Regions from separate parts of the Mus musculus genome. Here region 1 is linked to region 2. Evidence: chromatin contacts called from public HiChIP or PLAC-seq data. All regions are on one chromosome and are shown on one strand. The core of a region is the stretch at or near the end of the contact, and the rest is flanking DNA. Distances in the headings are between cores, read along the strand shown. Region 1 overlaps Pum1 (pumilio RNA-binding family member 1). Region 2 has its middle 54 kb from the start of Nkain1.

Region 1 (3,702 bases), core at 1,072-3,571, 190 kb after region 2:
TCTCTAGGTTCCACAGAACTAGGGTCATGGTTCTTGGGGAGTTTGGTTGGCTAGTGATTTTTACTACAGTGGTCTGAATGGCACAGTGCTAGCTTTGCTGGGAGAGTACATGGGCTGCCTTGGATTGGGGGAATCCCACCCTCTGGCAGACTAGGAGTAGCTCTTCATTCTAAGCGGTATTGGGTTATTTCAGTTGTTGTTTATGACAGACTATTTGTAACGTGAGATAAGGAGACAGATGTAAAGCCACATGTGGCATTCAGAGAGTTAGACACATGAGAGGTTTTATGTGTTAAAGGTTCCTTAATAAGGAATATAAGATAATTGTGTGGGGTTCTTGGTTTTAAATAGTTGTTTCTGGTGTTTTTGGTTTTGAGACAAGGTCTTTACTAGTTTACATTTAGCCTGGAACGTAAAATGTACAATGAACTGGCTTGTAGTAAATTTGTGATAGTTCTCCTGCTCTCACTTGTAATTTCAGGAGATGTAGGCACACTCTATTGAGTATAACTTCTTGAAGAGTCTGTTTTGCTAGACTCAGGAAACAACAAAAGGTGTTCCCAAGTGTCAGATCACCTGTAGACCCTCGCTTGTCTTGCTCTCAGTGGTCACTGTGCTTGGTTACAGATGAAGTCAGTTTTGAGAAGCTACTTGCTATTAGCATTGGAGATGGGGAAGTTGCTGAGATGACGATTTCAGAATTTGTTCAAGTTGACTGTCATTGGTGTGGACCTGTTTGTGTAGCATGTGCTCTTTTCCAGGTGCATCCGGTTAGTACAGTCTGACCAAGTCGTAGTCCTTATCACTTTTTTTTTTTAAAGAATTGTCAGATCTTAATCCTTTATAGCTTAGTTTTCCTTTAAAGTGCATGTTGGAAAGCCGAGCTGTAATTTGTTGCCTTTTGGCTGTAATTTCAGCACCTGAAAACAGAAGCAGGAGGATTGCCTAGAGTTGTCAATCAGCTTGGGTTACTTAGTGAGTTCTCAGCAGGCCTGGCTTTACCTGCCTCACAAAGAAAAGAAAGTATGCTGGCTTGGAGTGCCCTGAGCCTCTGCATCACACACACACACCGGGGTGTGTGTGTGTGTGTGTGTGTGTGTGTGTGTGTGTGTGTGTGAGTGAGATCGATCTCAAATAAATTAAGGCTGGCTGTATTTAAATTTGTAGTGATTGAAGTTAGGGCTGGCTGAAGAGAAAGTTTGTCAACTGCATGTTTGTGGCAATCAATATTTTGGCTTGTGGGGATGCCATACCTCATGCTGTGGATAGAATTACCCCCAGAGGTGTATTTGCTGAGTTTAAATGTCTCTTGAATCTTTATCTTGTTTTGTAATAAAGTTGCTACCTAGCTCTGAAGGTAGATATCCTTACTTTTGTTGACTGACTATAAAGCTGAAAGTGTTAACACTGCTGTCCCTCAGCTTCAGGAAAGGCTACTTATTTTGAATGTGGAAGGGGTTTAAGCCAGTGTATGGGAGAACATGAAGTGGACAGAGCTAATTAACTACTTTTTCCTAAGTCAAAATCACAGTAATGGAAGTGGGATGAGAAGTACGGGTATTGTTGTTCTTGTTGCTTTGGTGTTTTGTCTTTTCAAGACAGGGTTTCTCTGTATAACCCTGCCTCTTGCCTTCCAATTGCTGAGATTAAAGGTGTGGACCACCACCCATGGGGACGTTCTTCTTAAAAGAAAACACAAGAGTTGAAAATACACACTTCCACATAGTCGTGATTGGATCCACTGTATAACAGATCCAGACAGCTCAGAAGGCCATTGTTATGTCTTACAACTTCATACGGTCTCGCATGAGCTTCATGCATGATTTCTACCAGTGCTGAGTGTATGCTCAACTTTATCTGAGAAGAGTCTTCTTTCAAATCCATGGGGTTGATATCAGGATTCAGGCCTTCAGGCTCTTAGAATGAAGACTTCAATTCCTAGTGCATTGTTGGGTAGAGATCTCTCTTGATACCTTGCCAGGTGGGCCACTTTCTAGTACAGTTCACAGCATAGCAGCTGTCTAAAGTGAGTGAGCCGGGCAGTGGTGGTAGTAGGGGCAAATAGAAGTAAGTAGTTTGTGGCACTGTAGATGTTGTGACCCCACAGCACCCCACCATCAAGATCCTCTTTACAGAACGCTGGGACTAGGTCATTGGAGTCATTGGAAAGCCCTGCTGCTTTCCACCATTGAGTACAAACAGTAGATTTTATAGTAAAGGGAGAAAGGCTAGGTTCTATGTGAACTCTGAGATATTAAAGAACTTAACTAAGCTTGCTTTTGACTTTGCCCAGATCCCTTGGTTCAGGGATTGCCTTCCTGTTTACTGAGCACCCAAGCAACTCACTCTTTGTACCCTGCCTGGCCCCAATCAGCATGCTGCACTCTGCTCTCCCACCTTGTTTTATCTCTTGGGAACTTGCCCAAATAGTGTCTGCTGTTCTCATTGATAACAGTTAGCTGACCTCCACCTCATCTGTATAAGGAGCTCTAGCACTGTGGGGGTTACCTCTAACATCTTAGTATTTGTTTTCTATTTTTAGTAGCAGGAGAACTGGGTGACTCTTGGTGAGCTAGGAACATATTTTTGATGTGTTTCTTTGAGGCTTGATGCATGTTACTAATAGAAAGTTGACTCTCCACCTTAACTTTCTTAATATTTGTTTCATTATTTATTTGTGTGCATATGTGTGTTTGTGGATGTGGGTGTGTGTGTGTGTGTGTGTGTGTGTGAGAGAGAGAGAGAGAGAGAGAGAGAGAGAGAGAGAGAGAGAGAAGGACAGCATGTGGACTTGGCTCTCTTCTAATATGTAGGTTTCAGGGATGAACTCAAGTAGTCAGGTTTGGAGGCAAGCACCTTTATAAGTGCCCTCTGAGACATCTACTGCTTCCCCTTTGAAGGTGTGTCTTGCTGCTGCTCTCATCTGCTTGCCTGCACTTGCTACTTTGCATGTTATGACAACCTAATAGACTGTAGTAAACAATGTCAGAATCCCACAAGTCCCCTTTACCCCCTTGAGCTCAAAGATTGCTACTTTTAGTTACCAACTTGATAAATTATAGCAAGACTGTTTATATGTTGAATCTGGTACTTGTCTAGGCTATTCTTGAATTATGTGAAGAAGGATAAAGGTTGGGGAAAAAAACCACAACAGCATAGGACTGGTTTTAATTACTTTTGCTCTTTACACCATTTCACAGAGCATAAAATTAACCAGTAAGAGATGTGGACTCTTGTACTAATATTGTTGCTCCTTTTAGTATGCATAGAGGGTTCTAAATTGGGAGTACTATTTGGTCTCACCCTCTTCAAAATAAGAATGAGAATGTTGTTATTTAAAAGTAGAATGTTGGGAGAGAGCTAGTGAGTAAGGAAGTTTTATGGAGTCTTTGGATAGGTGGTTTACAAGATGAAAAGGGGAAAAAAGTGGAAACAGAAGTTCTTTTTAGTTTATTTTATGTGTATTGGTATTTTGTCTGCATATGGGATTGTAGTCACAGACAGCTGTGAGCTGCCATGTGGGAATAGGAGTTTGTTTATGTGTGTGAGTGATTTGCCCACATGTGTGTCTGCAGCTTGGCACCTGAGGAGGTCAGAGGAGAACACTGGATCTCCCAGGACTGGAGTTATAGACACTTATAAAAGGCCAAGTGGTTTCTGGGAATCAAACCCAGGTCCTCTGGGAGCTCACCTAGTGATTGT
Region 2 (4,200 bases), core at 1,289-3,788:
AAAAACAAAATAAAAACCAACCTTGCTGGGTATGATAACACACCCTTTTCTTTCCCTTTTTCTTTCTTTTCTTTTCCATTTATTTATCTATCTATCTATCTATCTATCTATCTATCTATCTATCTATCTATCTATCTATCTATTTATTTATTTGAGACAGGGTTTTTCTGTGTAGTTCTGGCTGTCCTGGAACTCACTCTGTAGACCAGGCTGGCCTCGAACTCAGAAATCTGCCTGCCTCTGCCTCCCAAGTGCTGGGATTAAAGGTGTGTGCCATCACTGCCCAGATTTTTTTTTTTTCTGGTGATACACACTTTTTTTTGTTTTGTTTTGTTTTTTTCTGAGACAGGGTTTCTCTGTATAGTTCTGGCTGTCCTGGAACTCACTTTGTAGATCAGGCTGGCCTCGAACTCAGAAATCTGCCTGCCTTCCGAGTGCTGGGATTAAAGGCGTGCACCACCATGCCCGGCATGATACACACTTTTAATCCCAGCATTCTGGAGGTAGGCTCTATGAGTTTAAGACCACTTTGAACTACATGCATGGTGAGTTCCAGGACAGTGAGGGTTAGAAACTCTGTCTCAATGTAAATGAGCTAAATACCTAATAAAAAATGGAAAAAAAAAAAAGAAACTCTGTCTCAAAACATGTAAAAATAAAATAAAATAAAATAAAATAAAAATCACCTTCCCTATGGTGACAGTTATTGGAGGAGTAGCTGGGGATGGAGGTGCACAGTCACTGGAAAGGGACCCCAAAGCTCCATTTTATTTATGTGGATGGGTGTTTATGTGTGTGTACAACATACGCAGAGTGCCCAGAAGGCCAGAAGAGTATATCAGATCCCCTGGAACTAGAACTAAAGACAGTGGCATGAACCACCATGTGGGCAGCTGAGAATCAAACTGCAGTCCTCTGGAAGAGCAGCCAGTGCTCTTATCCACTGAACATCTCTCCAGCCCCCAGTAATTTATTTATTTACTCTAATTTGGGGGACATTTTTCCTGTTTTTTTTTTTTTTTTTTTTTTTTTCGAGACAGGGTTTCTCTGTATAGCCCTGGCTGTCCTGGAACTCACTTTGTAGACCAGGCTGGCCTCAAACTCAGAAATCCGCCTGCCTCTGCCTACCCAGTGCTGGGATTAAAGGCGTGCACCACCACGCCCGGCTTCCTGTATTTTTATAAGGGCACGAATTATAGGAAGTTTCACTTGTAAAAATTTATAAAACTCATGATATATTTTATACATGTACACTGAGATATCACTGCACCCCACAAACAGGCATGGACAATGCATTAATTAAACTTTAAAAACAGGAATAGGGGCTGGAGAGATGGCTCAGCCTAGTAAGAGCACTGACTGATCTTCCAGAGGTCCTGAGTTCAATTCCCAGCAACCACATGGTGGCTCACAAACATCTGTAATGGGATCTGATGCCCTCTTCTGGTGTGTCTGAAGACAGCTACAGTGTACTCACATGCATAAAATAAATTAAAAAAAAAAAAAGGAACACTTACTGCTCTTGCAGAAGACCAGGGTTTGATTTTCAGCATCCACATAGTAGTTCACAAGTGTCTGTAACTTATTTTAGGGAACCTGACACCGCTTCTGGCTTCCTCCCCACCCCTGATAGAGAATGCACAAAGTGAAGAAAAACGGGGCTAGGATGTACCTCAGTGATGGGAGTCCTTACCCCAATCCATAAATCCATAAGGTATGAACCCCAACACCTCAGACATTAGAAATAAAAATGAGAAACTAAGTTACAAAGTTCCCCGGGAGGGGAAAACTCACGGAATCGTGTTCTGAGCCTGTAACATGAGTACTGGGAACCGAACTAGGCTTCTTCGCCAGAGCAGCAAGTGCTTTTAATCGCAGAGCCTTTTTTTCCCATCCAATTATGGCTCGATTGTTAAAACAGTAATTGGAAAAATCCCTTAAGGGATTATTTCAGAAGCAAACCTGAAGGTAAGGGTGTGGCTGTGTCTGAGAAATCAAAGACAGGAGGTGAGACAAGGACCGGACATAAATTGGGCAGTGAGAGAAGAAAGAGGTGGACTGAGGGACATGGTGGGGGCGTGGGGCGGGAGTTCGCTTTTTCTATGGAGATCATGTGAAGGCAGGAGCCGGCAGCCAGCACACTGGGTACCCTTCCGATCCGTACCGGGACAGAATTCTCTGCTCCCACCTGCAGCAAGAAGCAGGTGGCCCAGGCCAGGGGTCACAAGGCGATCAGTTTCCTTGCTGCATAATCCGGACTCCACAGGTAGGAGGGCTGGGCATTCTAGTGAATGTTGTCGGGAACAAAGGAAGGCCTGGCCCAGCGCCCTCACACACCTCTTACACCGAGCATGCCCGGGCGTCCCGGAACCAGCGAGAACTGGACTTCAGACCCGCCAAGCTGAAAGAAATCCTCATTTCCCCGAAAAGGAGCCGCTCCCAGTGGGAACAAAGAAGAAGCGGGGTGGGGTCTAGGTGGGGCTGAGCCAGGAGGAGCTGGAGAAGCACAGGGGGCGGGTCTAGGAGGAGCCGGTCGTGGGCGGGTCCAAAAGGCGGAGCCTAGCGAGCTAGCGAGTGCATTGGATAGTGGGGGCAGGGGCCCGTCTAGGGGCGTGGCGATGAGCAACGGATGGGCGGGGCCTATCTAGGGGCGGAACCGAGGTAGATGAGGCAGGTTTGCTTCTTTTCTAGAAGAGGAGCTAGGGTGGGGCCCCAAGAGAGGTTGAGAGAGGTTTTTGGAAGGTGGTGTTCTGTCTCAGAAGGCAGAGATGGGCGGGAGTTTTAGACCTCTGCCCTAAGGAGGCATGGACTTGGAGGGAAGAAAATTGGCGGGATGGGCAAAACCAAGGCTGGGAGCGGCAAGGTCCTCTAAGTGGGGGAAGGGCGGGAGGGAAGACCGAGCAAGCAGATGGCCTGGAGGAGTCTGGTAGCAAGCTCCGCAGCAGCCCTGCTGCCCTGCAGGCCGCACTAGGGTCCTGGGTGCCATGTAGTGTGTTTTCTTTTTTAAGAGTTGCCGCGGTCATGGTGAATCTTCACAGCAATGAAACATTTAACAGGACACTTTGTGAAGCAACTGCTATGTATACTTCCCCTCCTATAGAAAGGAAAAGAAAGCCAGGCAAATGAGTCCTAGAGTATTCAAGGTCTCATGTAGAACTATATCCTTTAAAATCTATTTTATTATTTTTAATTTTTAAGTATGTCTCTATTTGTGGGCTATGTAAGTGAGTTGAAGTGTCCACAGAGGTCAGAATCATTGGGTCTTCTGGAGCTGGAGTTACAGGCAGCTCTAACAGTGATTTGCCTGATGTGGTTCTGGGTACCAAAATCGGATCCTCTGCAAGAGCAGCCAGTGTGCTCTCAACCCGGGAGCTATCTCTCCAGCCCCGAAACTGTGTACATATGAAAATATAACAGGATTTATCCTCCCAAGAACTTTACCACCCACATCATTATGCCTGGGTTTCTTTTCCTTTCTCTACGAGGGGAAATATACATAGCAGTTGCTTCACAAAGTGTCTTGGTTAAGGTTTCATTGCTGGGAAGATTTACCATGACCACGGAATGGCATCTCTCATAAAAGGAAACCTTTACTTGTGGCTGGCTTACAGCTTAGAGGTTTAGTCCATTATTGTCATGGTGAGAAGCATGGCAGTGTGCAGGCAGACATGCTGCTGGAGGAGCCAAGCAGCAGGAGACTGTGCCCCACTGGCATACACTGAGCCTATATGACCATCTCCACAGTGACACATGCATCCTCTAACAAGGCCATACCTCCTAAGGGTGCCACTCCCTATGGCTGAGTACTCAAACACATCAATATTCTGCAGTCTGTGAAGGTCATTCCTATTCAAACCACCCTACAGGGTCACTGCGGAAGACCGAAGGACATTAGCTTGGCACTCTGAGAGTACGTGGTAACTTTTTCCCCCTTTTCTCCGTAGCAGCCCCGGCTGTCCTGAAAATTGCTCTGTAGTTGAGGCTGGCCTCGTACTCACAGAGATCTGCCTGTCTCTGCCTCTTGCCTCCCGAGTGCTCCCCACTACCTGACTCTTGACTTCTGGCAGCAGTTCTTTTCACAGCTAGGTCCCAGGGCCACTGTGGGCCTGCTCTCCGTGAATAGCACATGAAGACAGACAAAGATGTATGTAGGGTATTACATAGGATGAAGATCCCAAGTCAACAGTACCTGGGCAGGTA

What was found. HiChIP or PLAC-seq counts read pairs in DNA pulled down with a chosen protein or histone mark.
Region 1: an H3K4me3 HiChIP or PLAC-seq map of fetal liver shows a contact between it and region 2, with 2.5 times the contacts expected there. The contact joins two enhancer-like sites. A contact is called at or near these places in 1 of 484 Hi-C or Micro-C datasets (bone marrow-derived macrophages) and 6 of 115 datasets of contacts at active chromatin or transcription factors (bone marrow-derived macrophages, embryonic stem cells, fetal liver and 1 more).

What each region holds. Positions count from the first base shown.
Region 1 is chr4:130,712,925-130,716,626 of GRCm38.p6, forward strand. All of the region lies in intron 3 of Pum1 (pumilio RNA-binding family member 1), which reads left to right. Among named protein-coding and RNA genes, the nearest start is that of Gm52489, 28 kb to the left of the region's middle. Within about 2 kb of position 2,322, at least 42 of the 459 cell types and tissues checked have an H3K27ac peak or open chromatin away from gene starts, as enhancers often do. A contact at or near this core is called in fetal liver, where this site is marked.
Region 2 is chr4:130,517,838-130,522,037 of GRCm38.p6, forward strand. No RefSeq gene overlaps it. Among named protein-coding and RNA genes, the nearest start is that of Nkain1, 54 kb to the right of the region's middle. Within about 2 kb of position 2,539, at least 295 of the 459 cell types and tissues checked have an H3K27ac peak or open chromatin away from gene starts, as enhancers often do. A contact at or near this core is called in fetal liver, where this site is marked.